Regions from separate parts of the Rattus norvegicus genome. Here region 2 is linked to region 1. A link is a contact called in public Hi-C data. All regions are on one chromosome and are shown on one strand. Each heading gives the region's core, a stretch centred on a gene start, on an enhancer-like site or on the middle of the called end of the contact. The rest is flanking DNA. Distances are from core to core; before and after follow the strand shown.

Region 1 (6,320 bases), core at 1,349-3,848:
TATGAGGGATTCAAGTGCACAGCCTAGGAAATACAGCAGAAACAATGTCAGAACAGTGGTCACTTGACTGACTTCCTTTCTTCTGTTAACTGAGTGTCTTATTTGTTTGTGCGACTGTATATTGATGGGTTATTTCTCTGCTGGGGAAATGAGCCAGTTCAAGCCAGACTAGATTATATTAAAGGCAGGTGTATTGGAAAGCGGCTCTCGGGCGAGGTCACTGGTCCCAAGGGTTGAGGAGTTCAGGAGAGTCGCCACGGGGTTAGGGAGAAAGAGAGAAAAGGAACTCACACAGGAAAAAGAGAAGGTGAAGGGAGACCAAATTATGTAGGGAGGACCCTCTTGGGGAAAGGAAAGTTCAAGATTGGGGCAGGGTATGTCAGTAGGGACTGAGAGATACTGGGAGACCCTGGAGGCCAGGTCTGTTTTGATTTGTAAAATATGCACCTCAGTCCCTCATCCCGGTGTCCAAACACACACACACACACACACACACGCACACGCACACGCACACGCGCACGCGCACGCACACGCACACGCACACGCACACGCACACGCACACGCACACGCACACGCACACACCAGAAATACATTTCACAATGTATTAGGTCCTCGCTAAGCTCTTTCAGGCTTCCCTATAACCCCCCATGTCACTTCACATCACCTCCATCAGGTAGTGGACACTTCATTTTGTAGGTGAGGTTTAAGGTTTGTCCTAGGTTGCACAGCTAGTGATAGTCTGTTCTGTGTCTTATAGAATGTTTGCTGATGTTGTGGGCAGCCAAAGGAATGTTAGCATAGCGTTCTTCTAAGTGATAAGTCTTCAACCCTACCCACCTTTCTGCCTCTAAAGCAGCAGTTCTCAACCTGTGGGTCCGGACCCCTTTGGGCGGAATGAACCTTTCACAGGGGGGGTCACCTAAGACCATAGGAAAGCACAGAAAATACAGAAATCGACGTTACGACTCATAACAGTAGCAAAACTATAAAGTAGCAACAAAATGATTTTACGGTTGGGGCAGTCACCTGGACATGAACTGTATTAAAGGGTTGCAGCACTGGGAAGGTTGAGCAGCACTGACCTAAAGCATCTTTTCTGTTGTGGCCTCTCCACGGGGCCAACCTCTTGCCACTCCCTAATCTACAACAACCTGTCACCGACTCCGAGAGTTTCAGCCTAAGATCTAGAACAGGAAGTGTTTTAAAACAGCCTGTCCCTTTCTCTGAATAATTAAGGAAGATGCTATCAGGGAGATCAGGTTTTTATTAGCGCTTCTCAAGTTCCCCGGCACTAGCTCTCATTCAAGGCCGGATTGAAGGTTGAGGCCGACAGTGAACAGAGAAGAGCCCTCCCTCTCACTTGAACAGTGCATCGGGAGCACATTGCAGTCTGGCCATTCACCTCCCACCCAGACTCTTCGCCAGTGGAATAGAGAATGAGCTTGACCGGCGGGTTACGCTGCTCTGGAAACAAACTCAAAGGAAATGAATGAACGAAGTAATGAATGAAATAATTGTTGGGCCCTGGTAAGAGTGGGTGTGACGTGGGCACGCAAGGCTTTGAGAACACTAGCTCCAGGCCCTTTTAGGCTGCAAAACAGCTCCACACACGGAAAATAAGCAGCAGGAGAAAAAAAAAGTCTAAATCGGGGAAGTGGAACACAATTCCCATTCAGGCATATCTTCCAAACCTCACGCTCGGAAACACTGCCTGTGTGATACAGCTCCTTAGTGGATGGAGTACACAGTCCCGGAGCCCACCCCGCACAGCACGGGGTCTCCTAGCAGCCCATAGGACAATGGGGAGGAAATCGGTTTCCCAGGAAGCAATCTCTCTATCAGCACCGAGGCTGTGCATTTGTATAGAGGAGAGGTGGAGATGACCATTGGAAGGATTCCATCTGCTACCCAGAGCCCCAATTTAGATATCTTAAAGGGACGCTAGGAGATGCACGTTTTATTATGGACGAGTGTCGGTTTAGAGAATAGTCTCCAGGGCAAGGCAGCCAGCCGAAAGCGGACCCACCAGGAGCCCTTGAGCTGACTCTTCCTGGTGTCTTCTCTTACTAAATATAAAATGAGGTCAAACGCGGTCCACGCAGTAGGGGTTAGAAGCAAACTGAGGATTCGCTAATAAATATTGATGCTGCCTAGCTCACTACAGGCCTTATGCAGATTGTTGTTAAGCCACTGTCAGTTTGACTTCTTGCCTTGACTTACACTTGAATTTAGTATGCCGGGGAGGTTATTAGTTCTGTGTCTTGTCAGTTTAATATCCTGCTTCCGGAAGAAAAAAAAAGTAAACCTTGGGAGATATCAGCTACTTTGCATGAAATGTTACCCTCCGAAGGAAAACTCTGTGTAGTTGTACAAAGGCCCCCCCCCTTTTTTTTAAACTGCCTGCGTCTGCAGGACATTAAGCCCCTCAGTTTCATCCGTTTTCCAATGTGGTCTCTGGAGCATAGGGGGAGCCACACCCATTCTGGATTACCGCAGGCCCTGTGGGTCAGTCCAGTCCATCTGAGAGAGTGCGTTTGGAACAATGGCCCCTTTTTGTCCTCCACCCACCCACGCCTGTTGACTCAACCTTGAGGCTTGAGAAAACAGAAAACATTTCTGCCCACCACCTCCTCCTCCTGGGTCAAGTCACTGAGCTTCTTCCGGCTTCAGGGGCCTCAACTATGAATAAGCAGATCGGACTGGGTGATCCCTTGCCAGTCAGGAGCACAGATCCTATTTTCTGGGGCAGCACCAATTCACATCCCCCTCTCCCTGTCTCTGGGAATGCACTAGGGGTTGTCAGACCAAATGTCCTAGTTTTGGATATTGAAAATGCCACTGTATTTATGATTCCTTTCCATGCTGACACTCTAAGCTACCAGGATTTTAGTAATAATATAACCTTGAGTGACTGATCTAATTATTCTCCGTATGACTTAGGGCAGGATGGTCATCTGGTCTGAGATTCACGCCCTTATTTATGAAGTTAGGGATAATGTGAGTTGGACTGTAGAGGGAGCCCCTTGGCGAAAGATGTTTGATTCCGTTTGATCTGTTCTGGCAAAGGCAGTGCAGAGCCCTGAATATGTGTTTAAGTCCTATAGTTTTTTTTCAAACGGTGCTGGGAATACTGTTTATTATAGAGAGCTTGCCTCCCATGGTGGAAGCCCTAGGTTTCACTCCCTGGGCAGGGGGGAGATGGTTTAAAGAGGCCTGAAGATTGTTTCCCAAGTAGATTATCAGTCCAAGGGATGGTGTCTTTGAGGACAGTGTCACTTTAGGACCTAAGGAAAAGCCTGGGAACATCATCCCAGCTACCTGCTCTCAAGAGAGGAGCCCTACAGTGACTGTTAGCAAACTCTTAGACAAAACTCCCCGTGCAGCCCTCCCTTTGGGGGACGAAGGGAGACTCTGGCTGGGGTCCTAAGAGCATTGGGACACTGCACTTCTTCCCTTCAGTGTTTCCATTCTCAGAGGCGTTTGTAGAGATGGAACCTTGAGGGATTCAGGATTTGGGATTTGTGCCCAGTGGCAAGCTAATGTTGGAGTAATTAGATCCTGTTTTTGCCTATGAACAGCTCCACACTTTCCTGTTTAGAGGTTTCCTAGAATTGCAAGTGCCTAGGTTCAGGCACCATGGTTCAGGCATCACAGTGGAAGGATATTCTGAGGCAAGTGTCCTCCTTCTATCATCTTCCAGGACCCTGGCTCAGTCTGTTGTTTTCTAGGTGTGTTTTGAGATACTGTCATTTATATATCCGTTCATGTGTCCAGTGCTCAGGTGTGTGCCTAGCACATAACCGATACCTGTCAGTGATTTAAGTTTCCCTTAGAAGCGGAAACAATAGTGGGGTGCTCTGTTACTGTTCCTGCCTAAGTTGTTGTTTACTTTATGCCAGTCATTTATCCTTAACTTGTCCCCCTATTAGTTGTTGGGGTTTTTTTGTTTGTTTATTTTTGTTTTGTTTTGTTTTGTTTTTGGTTCTTTGGAAAGATAAAGCAGAAAGCAATGATCAGGTTAGAAATTAAGTTAAAGAACCGAAGCCAGAGGGGAAAGGTCACGGAAGGCACCGGAAGCTGCAGGGAGACACATACGTTTCCAGACTGAACCCAAGGGTTGACTTCTGCTCCTCTTTGTCCCGGGGGTCTCAGCAGCTCAAAGCCTGTGTTCATCCCATGACTGTTGTTCTTAAGCCAAGGGTCCTTGGGCAAGTCATCAAACCTGTGTATTTTTTCTACTTGTGAACATTTGAAAGAGACGGTGGAGAGCTGGCTCCATGGTTAAGAGCACTGCCTGCTCTTCCGGAGAACGTGAGTTCGATTCTCAGAACTCCCGTGGAGGCCCCCGACAGTCTGTAGCTCCAGTCGTAGGGCATCTGACACTCCCTCTTTTAGCCTCCATGGGCAACAGGTACACAAGTAGTGTACACACATACATGCGGGCAAGATATCCACATACATTTTAAAGAAAAGATTTGGTGAAGCGTTGGAGAAAGTCAAATGAGCGATTAAACACAGCTGACCCTTCATACCCACAGCTCCCGCATCCATAGATTCAAGCAACCATGGTTCGAATATATTTTTAATTGAAGTTTTTAGTTCTGGGGACACACTCTTATTGTCCCAGGACTTGGGAGGTAGAAGCTGAAGGAGCAGGAGCTCAAGGTCATCCCACTTTTATTGCAAATCTGAAGCTAGCCTGAGCTCTATGTAAACAAACAAACAAACAAAATAAAAGCCCTGCCCAGTGGGAGCTCTCTCCCCGGCCCCGCACTAGACACACACCATACCCCAAATTCTGTTTCCACAGAGAGATCCTGTATTAGGCAGGGAAGAAAAGGTGAAGTGGATGCTTTCTGAACTCAGGCAGAAAACAGCAACAAATGACCTTGCACTTGTGATTTTTTTAAGGAGAGAAAAGTGGGAGGTCTGTGTTAGAATGGTTAGGACGTGGCAGTATATTGTGGTCAGGCACCAAAGCGGGCTTTTGACGGCTGGACTTTGGTGGTCCTCCTCAGGAATGAACTTGGCATAAGAAAGTGTTCAGGGCTGGGGATTTAGCTCAGTGGTAGAGCGCTTACCTAGGAAGCGCAAGGCCCTGGGTTCGGTCCCCAGCTCCGAAAAAAAGAACAAAAAAAAAAAAAGTGTTCAAGTAAGGGAATAATCCTCGATTGCTAGCTATGGGGATGTAATCTATGGTTAACCAGGGAGAGGGGAAGGATCAGGGCAAGGTCTTGTTTACCAGGCCCTAGAATGCTAGGACCCTTCAATTTTTTTTTTTTTTTTGCCTTTCTTTTTTTCGGAGCTGAGAACCGAACCCAGGGCCTTGTGCTCACTAGGCAAGCGCTCTACCACTGAGCTAAATCCCCAACCCCCCTTCAAATGTTCTTAAGATGGTAGAATGCTTGCCTGGAGTGCAAGAGGCCCTCGATTTAATCCCCAGCATGACATCGAGTGGCTGAACATGACTGTAATCTTAGCAAGTAGAGGCAGGGGGATCTGAAGTTCAGCGTTATCTTTGACTACATAGAGAGTTCAAGGCCACCCCGGCATACAGACTCTGTCTTAAGTAAATGGATGGATAATTAAATAAGTAAATAATTAAAACGTTGCACCTGTATGGAGTGTGTTTTTCCTTGTCACTATTCTCTAAATAATACCTTAAGACAACTATATTCATGGCATCCACATTGTATGTATTCTAGGAAAAATTCCGACTGCACAGGAGGATGTGCGGGGGTTATGTGCAAAGCCTAAGGCATCTTACGTCGAGTACTCGGACATCTGGGGATGTTGGCATCCCGGGGTTCTGGAAGCAATTCTCCATGGATGCTGACGGACACCTGAGCAAGTACCCAGGACAGGTCTTGCCTTTCGCACTACTTGTCTTTATTCCAAGGAAGAGTAGAGAGGGGTCTATTGGGCCAGATGTTGGAGTATCTCAGAGGCAGCAGAAGAGATAAACTTGTAAAGATAACTGAGTAGTGAAAGGAACATGGTGGAGGTGTCTAAGGCTGGGACTAGTATAGGAGGTCAGCGAAGAGGGAATCATCAACTCAAGCGACATCGCCAGACTAGATGAAAAATTAAACACAGGATTAAAAGAGAGTTCCCAGACAGCATCGCTAGAAGGCTAGGGCCAGGGAGCAGTCCACGAAAAATGCCTTTTTATCTGAATTTGAGAGCTACGACATACTGCCCCCATACTGAAACTCTGCAATGTAACTAGATACCTTGTGTATAGCGGCATTGAAAAATCCTGATAAATCAGGTATTTCTGTAATCATTTGATCAAATGACATCTCTGTCCCGCATCTGGA
Region 2 (6,320 bases), core at 2,827-5,326, 49 kb before region 1:
AAATAAACACCTAAGTTCTCAAGCTTCAGGCTCAAAACTGCTTTCCCTGTAAAAGTAGCTTCTTTAGGGGAAGGTCAGTGTTTAATACTCTGGGTAATTACTGAATTTACATAACATATTCTTTAAAAGCACGGAAAATGTTCATCAGAGGAGGAGTCCTTTGACTGTTTGCAATGAAAGGAGGAGCAGGGTGCAGTCAGATGACCTGCCCAGGATAAAGACTTGGCTACAAAAAATAAAGATCTTACTGTTTCAGACAAATGAATGTAGTATGTACTGCAGAGTTTCTCCCAGACTGTGCTTACAGACTTCATCTAGTCTAACATTTTCTAATGGTGGTACCGCATCTTTGTTTTCAGTGTATACCACCTCTAAAGAGCCAAGATTAATGGGAAACAACAGTCAAACAAAGCTAACAGGCTGGAGAGATGCCCTAGCCGTTAAGAGATCACATGTCTCCTGAAGACGACCCAAGTTAACAGATCCCAGTATCCACACCAGGCAGATTATAACCACGTACATCTGCAGCTACAGGGGATGCAATGTTCTCCTCTGACCTCTGGGGAATCCACATACATCTAAATAAAGATGAAAAATAAAATTTTTTTTTTGGTTCTTTTTTTTGGAGCTGGGGACCGAACCCAAGGGCCTTGCGCTTCCTAGGTAAGCGCTCTACCACTGAGCTAAATCCCCAGCCCTGAAAAATAAATCTTTAAGAAAGGAGGAAAAGCTAACCAAAGGATGGCCACAAGCCAAAATATTGACTTACTTCTGAAAATACAATTTTACATTCACTCTTAATATATTCTAGCTCATGCCTTCTGTGTGAGAGATTAAAACAATCACCCTATCTCTCGCTTTATTTTGCCTATCCTACAGTGAGTACCTTTAAATACCAAGGAAGAGCCCTTGTCCAGGTATACTGTGAAACTGTAATTATTTTTTTTTTTTTTTTTGGTTCTTTTTTTTCGGAGCTGGGGACCGAACCCAGGGCCTTGCGCTTCCTAGGTAAGCGCTCCCTAGGTAAGCGCTCTAACCACTGAGCTAAATCCCCAGCCCTGAAACTGTAATTATTTTAACAGATCTTACTAGTCCTCTGTTCAGCCTTGATCTGCCAGGTTAAGGAATCCCTGGTTTTGCTGGGTTTTTTCCTGAAGAGAGGATATCGCCTCATATTAGGCCTTTCCATTTTTCAAGTGCTGTAACTGTTCCATACCCGTTTTGCAGATATGGAGTATTGCCCCACTATGGAAAACGACTGCACCTCCAACCCACTGTTCCACCAAGGGCAGTGTGGGAACTTATCACCTCCTCTACCTCCCCTGGTTCGTCTCACTTCAATTAAGGTTCATACAAGGCCAGGCAGCCACATAATTTGCAGGGCTGAAAGAGCAACAGTGACCCCAATTCTGTTTTGTTTAATTCTGTCAGAACAATGGTCTTCTTCTGTTTGCTCACTCTTCCATTGGGATTAACCCTAAACAAATCAGCGTTTGGGATGCACATCCTATTTCTGAACTAGGAAATAAGCAAAACACTCAAGGAAACAGTTTAATGTCAAAGTCTCTAAACAATAAAATAATAATAACTTTTATTATTTTAACTCCAAAGAGAATGTTACAAAAATGTTGCTGCAAATCCTAAGAAGTAGAGTACAGAGCACACACAGGGACAGTTATCTTCCCCTGGCCTAATTAAAACAGGTCTTTCTCACACATCTCTTTATAAAAAAAAGAAAGAAAAAAAGAAAAAAGCCAGCACTAAAATAGAAGTGGTATTTAAGTTCATCTTGCAAGCTTGAGCATACTGCTAGGAAGTTATCAGAAAACAGGGCCTCTGAAAAACAGACATTTTCTCCTTTTCTCTTAACTATCTGATATACATTTATATTTAATAAATATGTGTTGGAATATATAGGACATGTTTTAAATTATTCATTGTTAGCCCCTAACTAAACTAACAGCTTCAGTAAAAGAAAAAAAAAATCCCTCTATAAAATTGAATGTAGCAAAAAAAAAAAAAAAAAAAAAAAAAAAAAGAACCAAAAAAAAATTGAATGTAGCATAATACCCAAGGAGGAGGGGGGATCTAAAATCTGAGCTCAGAACTATTACAGCATTTTAGATGAGAATTTATGGCTATTGCGTTCACTTACTTAGTAGTTACTGTTTAGTCAATATTGTGTCAACATTTGACAAGCACCATTCATTTAATCCTCCCCACCCCCAGACAACTGCCTAAGGTAGACAGATAGTAACTATACTATTTCTTAGTTACAATGGAGACACCCAAATCACCAAGATATGCAGGACCAAATGTTTTAAATATCATAATGAACACTCAGACACAGGCTCCAAAGTAAAATTTAGCGCTTCTCCACAAGTCAGAACTTTCATGAGGCTGTGACAGAAAACACCACCTGAGCTAATTACAGAAAGAAAAAAGAAGTCAAGTCCTAAATCAGAGGCTGACAAACTTTTTGTGCCAAGGATTAGATGATAAAGATTTTAGGGTTTGCTGGACTCAATGCCTCCTGAAATAATCAGGTCTACTGTTAGATGCCAAGTCAGCCATCAGCAGTGTGTAAGATAGATGAATGTGATCATATCTCAGTAAAGCTTTTTCTTACAGTGCTAAGGATCAATCCCAGGGGCTAACACAAGCTAAGCCAGGGCTCTAGAACTGAGCCACTGAGTGAGAACCCCAGCTCCCAATAATTTTTTTTTTTTAATTTTCCACAACTTGGTCAGCAAGTCCCCCTCTCTTAGCTCATGAGTCACTCAGGCCTGTAGCCTGCACTGGATCAACCCCAACCTAGATGATTCAGACAGGCTGGAGAGATGGATCCGTCAATAAAAGTATGAGGACCTGAGTTCAGATCTCCAGAATACACATCTTTTTTTTTTCTTCTTCTTCTTTTTGGAGCTGGGGACCGAACCCAGGGCCTTGCGCTTCCTAGGTAAGCGCTCTACCACTGAGCTAAATCCCCAGCCCCAGAATACACATCTTAAAAAAAAAAGAAAAAAAAAAAAAAAGAATCCCTGGGACTCACTGACTAGTCTGTCTAGTCGACAGTAAGCTCCAGGATAATTAGAGAACCTGTCTCAAGGAATATGATGGGCGGCTCCTACAGGATGATAGCTAAGGCTGACCTCTGCCCCCCCACACACACACAAACACACCCACACGAACCCCACATGAACATATACATACATAAAGGCAGACAAACACAAACTTTGTTTCTGAGAGTGCAAGGGGGCAAACCCTGGGCCTTCGACTGCTAGGGAAACATACATGCATACCTCACACATCTAACCCTATAAAATATCTTACATACTCTTACTTGTGAAGTTCTTGAATACTTCGAATACTCTCAAGAAACCCGAAGTCTCAACTCACTTAACCTTCCTGAGAGCGACTAAAAATTCTCAAAAGCCCAAAGCTAGTTTTTGCACAGGGCTCCCCTCAAAAATTAAGTATCGCATGAGCTTAGCACTAGAAGAAATCTAACGCCTCCTGTTCTTTATCTATGTATTGTAACTCGCTTTTAAAATATTTGCCAAGGGCTAGGGATGGGACTGAAAGATAGAGCACTTATTTGCCTAGCCTGCATGGATCCCTGGGTTCAATTCCTTGTATAACAAGAAAAGTCAGATTAATAAAACACTGTGCCAAGCCTACTTATCAAGTGAGAAAGGACTGGGTTTAACACTGTTTGTGTGTATTGGTGGTGTTTCCTTCCTCATAACAGGTTTTACATGCTTTCTATCACCTGACCCTCCCCAACTATATAGAGCACAAGCTTTCCCACACATATTTTATAATTAAAAATAATAGATTCTGAAATGACAGCTGTGCCCCAGAAAGCTATAATGCTATTGTGCTGGCGGTCAGTTTTGTTTTGCCAACTTGACAAAAAAAAAATCACCTGGCAAGAGGGACTGCCTCTATCAAAGTGCCTATAGGTGTGTCTGTGAGGCCATTTTCCTAATTAATGACTTACAAACAATGCCACCACCAGGCATGTAGTTATAACCTGGGTCAGTGCAGTTATAAGAAAGAAGTTGAACAAGCCATGGAGAACAAGCCAGTAGGCAGCATTCCTCTCGCTACCTTCTTCAGTCCCCGCTTCCGTGTTCCTGCTGGAATGTAAGCTGGAATAGGCCCTTTGCTCTCCAAGTTTGTTTTGATTCATGTTTTATCACAGCAACAGAAAAGTAACTAGAACAGTAATTAAGTAACAGAACTATAGCCATGGCCTATCTTCAAATCCGCTGCCTCTTGACTGCTTCCATGGATACCAGATTCCATGTTAAACCCTTAAAATTCTCATGGATGCTAGTCTTAGCCTTTAAAGATGCTATGTTTAGTCATTTTCTTTTGCTACTGTCTTAAGAAGAAAACATCTGCTAGTCCCTGACATTTATTAAATTCATCTATAGGCAACAGTGAGTCTATATATACTATGTGGATAATATGCCCAGTCAGTTTAGAAAGAGAATATTTTGATGGGAAAATCTTCTAATGGAGATGCAGTTCAGCTGGTACAGTGCTGGTCTGGCATGCACAAAGCACCATATAAATGAGGTCTGGTGATATAAAATTTAATCGGGAAGTAGAAACAGGAGAATCAGAATTTGGTGGCCATTCACATCTAGATATCAACTTTGAGGCCAAGCAAGGGAATCCCCAAGACCTTGTCTTAAAAAATGAAGAAAAAAGTCATCCAAAGAGGAAAAGGCAACAATAAAAACATCTTCTTCTGTATAAAAGCAAAAGAAACACTGAATTAGAAAGAAGTAGAAAACGAATGCATTGCCATTAAAAATCTCAGCCCAACTGTGGCTAAGCTTCTGGTGATTGAAAAATAATGTGGGGTTGGGAAAAGGAAATAAAAGGAACATAACTACTACTGGAATTCAACCCGACATCAAAGGCTCTAATGACAGCTGAGCCTGCCTTGCTGGTTCTTAGACTCTCCCTCGGAAACAAAACTGTTATATAACTGACCAAGGTTCCTCAACTAACACTTCCTTTCTGTCCCACATACATCTTTTAGTCATCCCCCACCCCCACTGTGTCACCCTGCCCCCATCTCCATGGACAGGATCATAAGCTGCCACCAAAGCCACAGCTGGGCAAGCCTCTGTCCAAAGTGCTGCTTTATTCAGAGCCGGCTACACAGAGCACGGTAGGGACAGATTAACTGGCTTCAGCACAGTTCCAACCTCACTTCTGGTCCTGAGAAGCAGCTCCTTTAGGATGAATCAGACTCCAGACATGCCTGTTGGTGGAAATCACATCATCGTCCCTCATCTTCACAAACAACCCCGTGAAAAAGAACATACAGCAGGAGGGTTGAACTCAGAGAGGATGTGCTGTGGCAACTGCTGCTTCTACTGCCTTCCCACTCAAGGCCAGGGAACAAATGCAGATTCTGACTTAGACGTCAATTCATTCAAGAACGGGGGAAAAAAAAAAGCATTCACGAACCACAAACATCATTACTCAAAAATATTCCCACAAATCCAGTCACTGGATCAAACTAGCAGTTTGTGGACTTCAAGAGCCAGTTACTACAGGCACCGTTTGCCTTTTCTTCTTCCAATAGAAATACACAAATAATGGCGAATGTTTACAAAAGCAACCAATGTATCAGAAAAGTTCTGCCCATTCAGACGCACTTAAAAGGTCTCAATCTGCGCCAAATAAAACTCTGAAAGAATGAAAAATAAAAGGGATGCTGACAACAGTGCCACGGCCCAGCTAGCCATGTAGCATCATGCAGTGCCTCGAGCAGTTTACAGCTTGACTAATTCTGCATACGACCAAGATTGTAATTATCCGAATTCTATTTCCTACAGGATAACTATGAGACCATCCCAAGCATCCTGAGGTGGGCCTCCTCCTCCCAGCCACCTTCTCTAAGCCTCAGCTGCAGGTGAGGATCTAAAGGGTCCAAACTAAAGCTAAGAAATCAGGTCTGATTTTTTTTTTCTCCCTGCAGTGTCCTGCACGCCGGGCACGAAACCTTTAACATAAATATTTACTCTTGTCAACAAAATGGGAAACGCAGTATGAAGGGGGTGGCGGGGGAAGTCAAGGGGGAAAAAGGAGGCACTAAGTCACCACTAACGTCCAACTGTAGCAGCAACTTCAACCAATTAGGGTAAGAAGGGAAACTCTACTGGAGTCCCAGGGAGCGGAGACCGCTGGCTCTACTGCCCCCACGCGCGCCGGGGTTCCTCCGGGAGCAGCCGGGTCCCAGTGGAGGCGCGCAGTTGCCGGCCTCGGCCTCGGGCGGGAAGCGCCGCAGCAGG

Evidence for each region. A called contact is a pair of places that touch in the nucleus more often than the background predicts.
Region 2: a Hi-C map of Schwann cells shows a contact between it and region 1, with 2.6 times the contacts expected there. The contact joins the promoter of LOC134480129 here to the enhancer-like site in region 1. A contact is called at or near these places in 8 of 12 Hi-C or Micro-C datasets (the A7r5 cell line, Schwann cells, frontal cortex and 5 more) and 1 of 1 datasets of contacts at active chromatin or transcription factors (oligodendrocytes).

Annotation. Positions count from the first base shown.
Region 1 is chr8:38,645,434-38,651,753 of GRCr8, reverse strand. No RefSeq gene overlaps it. Among named protein-coding and RNA genes, the nearest start is that of Ldhal1, 27 kb to the right of the region's middle. Within about 2 kb of position 2,598, at least 12 of the 93 cell types and tissues checked have an H3K27ac peak or open chromatin away from gene starts, as enhancers often do. A contact at or near this core is called in the A7r5 cell line and Schwann cells, where this site is marked.
Region 2 is chr8:38,696,384-38,702,703 of GRCr8, reverse strand. It overlaps LOC134480129 (potassium/sodium hyperpolarization-activated cyclic nucleotide-gated channel 2-like), which reads left to right and starts at 4,076. Exons shown (of 4, transcript XM_063266361.1): 1 at 4,076-4,149; 2 at 6,200-6,320. The coding sequence starts at 4,076. The region is part of intron 1 of Arhgap32 (Rho GTPase activating protein 32); the gene reads right to left. It overlaps LOC134480155 (a long non-coding RNA gene), which reads left to right. Exons shown (of 2, transcript XR_010054347.1): 1 at 1-924; 2 at 1,057-2,930.